2 separate regions of the Gossypium hirsutum genome follow, and region 2 is linked to region 1. Evidence: chromatin contacts called from public Hi-C data. All regions are on one chromosome and are shown on one strand. The core of a region is the stretch at or near the end of the contact, and the rest is flanking DNA. Distances in the headings are between cores, read along the strand shown. Region 1 holds the start of LOC107954326 (protein LATERAL ROOT PRIMORDIUM 1). Region 2 holds the start of LOC107954325 (bifunctional protein FolD 1, mitochondrial).

Region 1 (2,700 bases), core at 91-2,590:
CCACTGAGTTTGTTACGACCACTGTTATTCACTAAATCAGAATCTTCCATATTTTGAGGAGCTAAGCATGGAGATGCTGTAAGGAGTGGGAAAACACCAACGCCAACACCAAGTGCCGTGGCAGCATTTTGACCGCTGATTTGATCATTTCCGATGATGGGATCTTGAGCATGGTGGTGATGGTGATGGTGATGATGGTTAAAAGACGCAGGAGCAACAACAACGAAATCGCGGAGACCAACCATCCCCATTTCAGAGGGAAGCCCGTAGTTGAGTGGACGAGCTGAGGGTGGCCATTGAGCGCTGGTGGATCCAGGTGGAGCAGCCACCGCGGCAGCCGCGTTTGCGTTGAAGCCAAGGGACAGGTCATCGGGGCCAGCTCGGATTGCTGCGGACGATGACGTCGCCCAATCTGCAAAGGCTCCTGAGTCTGAAGGTAGCTGCCTTCTTGTGGTAGCCACAATGACAACGATAATAACGAAATTATATAGATAAAGACGTCTCCTTCAATTGCTGAAAACTCAATCTTTACAAACATAAAACATACACATAATCAAGAGTAAAAGTCAAGTTTCAATATGAAAAAGGAAAACAAGGGAAAAACCAAAAAAGAAAAGATGGAGAGAAGTGGAGAAAGAAGATATCTCTCTATTTAGGTGTTATATGAGTTAGAGAGAAGGGGGAAAGGGTGGGGTCGAATCTCTGAAATTGTAACAGAAGAAGATAAAAAGAAAGAGAAAGAGAAAGAGATCTTCTTTGTTGGGTGGCTTTCCAATTAGTGAACAGCACAGCAAGCAGAATTGTTTATTTCTTCTTTGTTTTTTGGCTCTCCTTTGCCTTCTGCCATTAATCTGCTAGCTATACTGAGAGAGATTGCGAGTTTTCTGTTAGCTTAGCTGCGGCTACTGCTACTGTCACTTTGACTCAGTTCCCTTCTGGGTTAACTAAAACATATAATAGGAAGGAGGAAAAAGAATTGAAAGGAAATCAAATGAAATCCCCAAGCCAAGCTGAAACTACTGGTCTTCTGAAACTACTGCAGTCTTGTAGTAATATAAGATAACAAAAAAACAGATATGTATTAGGATGAAGTAACGAAACGAGCCTTTTCTTCTGTTGTCTTTCTATATTTCTTATATATATGTATGTTTCTTCTTCAGTCGTTGTTTGTTGCCGACCTTTCTCTTCCAGTCCACATCTTTTCCTTCATCAGCTACATGTTCTTTGTTTATTTTTAATTTGGTTTGTTCCTTTTATTTACTAGAAAGCAATACTGAGGTGGGTTCCTCTCTACCTCTCACTCCCTTTTGCTTTGCTTTCTCTCTCCCTCTCTCTCCAATAATCACACGCTAACTATAGAATGAATGATGAGAAAAGAGGGTATAAAGACTTTTGTTCTTTAGTTGTTGTAATTTTATGCGCCCTCTTTAAACTCACCTCACTATCCACCTTTCCATGGAATGCTGGGTTTCATAAATTCGACCCGGATTACACTAAATGCTTAAGTTAGAACATAATTTTTCAAGGGTGTCTCATTTTTTAAAATAAGATGTCTAACAATTGAAAAGAAAATTAAAGAATAAAAACATACATGCTTTACAATAGTCAAGAAACTCTTATTTAAGCAGTTTTAAAAAGTTTAGTCTTGGTTTAACTTTTATTTAAGCATTTTTGTAGATGATCATTTTAAAATATTTGGATCATATGTGAATAATCCCAACCTAAATTTAAATAAAAATTATTTTATAGTTTAATTTGATTTCATTAATAAATTTTTATCTATATTTTAAATGATAATACAAGATTTGAAAAGTGACACTGGCCTTGTTTTGTCCTAGTGCAAACACAAGTTCAAATTCTAGCGACCACACATTTGACTTAATAAGAGTAGTTTCAGGTTCAAGTCAAGGTATAAAAAATGAATCTATCTAATTTATAAACTCTAAATTTGAATATCATACTAATAATTAGATAAATTAGTTCTTTTTTGTTAAATGAATGAGCAAAATAATCTCTCCATTAAATTTTTATTTCAAATGTTTATTTTTGTTGTTTTATATATAAAACATAATAGCAAATTGAACCTTCAATATTTATAAATTTATTCAATTTGACACTTACCTCAAATTCATTACTAATGTGACACTATTTTGTACTATTTGCCACCTCAAAAAATAAATTTAAAGTAAAAAATAAAATTTCAAAAATAATAAATAAAAGCTATAATTCTAAAAAATGAAAAAGCTCCTTAAAATAAAAAAACATAAAAATATTTTTTAAATTTATAATAAAAATGAAAATAATTTTAAAAATTAAAAAAAATCCAAGATTTATGAAAAAGTTTCTTCAAAGGTATTTTAATTCGATCTTCAATAAAACATTTCGAAATTTAAAATTAATTGAATAGTCCTTAATAGATTTAAGGACGATTTAGCTCGTCTCCAACAGTTATTCTTTAAAATTTTATCTGGGACGAATATGAAAAATGGACAAATTTCGTCCCTAAAACATTATGGACGAATATCCCCAAATTCATAAAAACATATCAAAATAATTAGGGACAAATATCAACCTTAATTCTTTGGAGATGGATATCATCCCAAAAAATTAATTAAAAGAATACAAAAAAAAAGTTTAAGGAGGTTATTTCTCTAAAAAAAAAAATTCTTTATAACACATTCTCAAAATATTAATTTTTAT
Region 2 (2,700 bases), core at 148-2,647, 170 kb after region 1:
CCCTCCAAACGAAGCATCACAGTCCTCACTTTGGGACTATCAATAATACCTCCAGCCTCAAAGTATTGCTCCAGCTTGGACCACTACCCCGGAAATCGAAGCCATCAAACTTAATACACTCAAGTTTATAAGAACATAGAGTCCTCTCATTATTGCTCGAGCGTGAGGGAATACTCATACATCCCAAATCCATCACAGGAGAAACAATCAATGTTTCTTTGGGAAGAAAACCAGGTGGAGGGCCACCTAAAATGCTCTTCCATTTATCCTCTTGAGCCCCAACAATAGGAATAGAAGGCAGATTACCCAAATATTGTTCAAACAAGTTTTGCAACTCATATTTTATCTCACCATGGGAGTCATCTCTAAGCTCCGTTAGACGAGTGTTGAGCTTGGCGTCCCACTGAAATAACTCGATCTGAAGTTGGGTAACTTCCTATTGTAGATGACCAACCTCTTTCTGAAGATGTATTGTAACTCTATCACTAGCCATGGAGGATCAGTAGACTCTAATACCCTTGATATGGTAAATTTAGAAGAGAGAATGAAATCAAGAAGAAAGAAGAAGAAGAAGAAAATTTTCATTCACGAATTGCATAACCGTTTCCATTTTTTCTCCTCTGCTTAAAATGGAACAGTTACAAGTTGGTTATGAAATTTGTTATTCTACAACTATAATCACCTTAAACATTAAAAAAAATATACCCAAAATGCATTGTTTTATTTACTATCTTTTTCCAAAACGCAACGCCCCAACGACTTGAACAGAATGATTCCTCCCATAACAAAATAAACAACGACGATGAAGAAGGCTGGAAGAGTTGCCAATTTGGATTGAGTAGGTTTACCTATTTTTGATCTATTCTTCAGCATCTTCTTAGTTTATTATATACATTTTTAAATTGTTTGGATAATTCTTGTTTAATTTTATTATTCAGTTGTTGAATTTAGTTGAGTAGAAGCACTCAAGTCGCAAATGAAGGAAAATAAATCATAGGAAATAGATAGTTTGAGATTTTCTTTCGGGGATGTATATATTATGTAGAAATGAGGGAGCTTTCGTAATAATCAATTATTTTGAATTAGATTGGTCTTATCGGTCGAATTGGTTAGATCGAGAATAGATTAAAATATCAATCTAAAAAATTATTTTGAATCGGATGGACCGAGAATTAATATGAATAGATTAAACTAGTTGAAAGCAATTAAACCAAATTCTTATTTTTTATATTTAAATTTTTAATAATTTTTAATTTAATTTGTTACACTAATCGATGATCTGACGGGTTTAAACATGGTACGGTTCTAAAAAACTTGGTAATAACCCGTTACTTTTATTGTGAAGGAACTGTGATTTTGAAAATTATAACTGCCAATAGAAAAGGATATTTTGGTTGGAATTTTGGCAAAAGGAGTTGATTTGACAGGTGGCGTTATTGTATTGGGCTGGCGTAGTATCGTGTGTAGGAGGCTGTTACCGACTGAGGATTTGTAAACGCATCAAATTTCAGGTGCGAGAGGGAGTCGATTGTGTCATTGGTGAGTCGGTGCCGAATGGAGGCAATTGAAGCAAGAACCATATGGTTGTAGGATTGGGCAGGTGGTATGTACAGGAAGATTTTGATGAGGATGAGGATGAGGATGATGAATGCAACTCGGAAGGTGGTAGTAGGATGGGCGAAAGAATATAAAAGATATTTATCCACCACCACCACGAACCAAATATTACTGTCTCCACCTCTTGTCTCTGTCGACCTTCCAGAAATTTGGGGTTCCACTTCCACCCTCTATCATCACCATCCCTCCCAAAGTCCTGTATCTGTAAGTGTTTGTTTTACTCTCTCTTTTTAATAAGATTTTTAATTCTTATTATGCACTTTAGTTTGTTCTTTTATTTTGATAATTGGATGGTGCCAAGCCATATCTAACTACTTACTCTAGTTTGTTTCCACTGACTTTACCTCTTTTCATGGATGCCATGACATTAGTTGCTCTTTTGCTTAAATACACGTATTTTTGCACTTATCTTTTAAGGTTAATTACAACTTAGACGGCCGTGTGAAAGTTCTAGCAAAAATGATTATTCCAACTTTGTGCTGCATTATTTATAGAGGAATGCTCCTTCCCTATTTGCCTTTTGTGTAAGTGATGCTAGACTGCTTGGTGGAGAGCTAGGGTTTGTGATATTTTCCAATATAAATTGTTCTAATTCTTGATAAAAATATGAAGTGATGAGAATGCCTAAGATTCACACTTGGGATAGAAAGAAAGAAAACCTAAGCATCGGACGAGACTTCCTTAGGAGTCCCACCTTATGTCTATTGCATCATACAATCACAATAGCACTAATGCTGAAAATTTCTCATCATAACTTGCTATGTTACTTGGAGTTGGATATGTATATAGCTTGGTTATGGTTAGATTTTTCTCTGTTTTTCCATATATTTGGAGGATCCTTTGGAGGCCATATCCCCATATCCATGTGTTAGACATGGGTACTTCAAGAAGAATGAAGAGTCCAAGCAACATAGGTAACTTGTATGAGGAAAACCAAACTAAGATACTAAACCCTCATATAAATGTAAAATTCCAAACATAACTTGACATGTATATATTATTGAACTTAAATACAACAAAGTAACAGAATAAAGTCTCAAGTAAGTTAATGCCTCAATTGGCTTGTATGCGTTCTTCACATGC

The links. Hi-C and Micro-C count contacts between places; a contact is called where the count stands out from the background.
Region 2: a Hi-C map of leaf shows a contact between it and region 1, with 2.0 times the contacts expected there. The contact joins the promoter of LOC107954325 here to the promoter of LOC107954326 in region 1. A contact is called at or near these places in 5 of 34 Hi-C or Micro-C datasets (hypocotyl and leaf).

Annotation. Positions count from the first base shown.
Region 1 is chrD07:18,565,077-18,567,776 of Gossypium_hirsutum_v2.1, forward strand. It overlaps LOC107954326 (protein LATERAL ROOT PRIMORDIUM 1), which reads right to left and starts at 1,341. Exons shown (of 5, transcript XR_005916221.1): 1 at 1-1,341.
Region 2 is chrD07:18,736,909-18,739,608 of Gossypium_hirsutum_v2.1, forward strand. It overlaps LOC107954325 (bifunctional protein FolD 1, mitochondrial), which reads left to right and starts at 1,398. Exons shown (of 5, transcript XM_041097649.1): 1 at 1,398-1,821. The coding sequence starts at 1,606.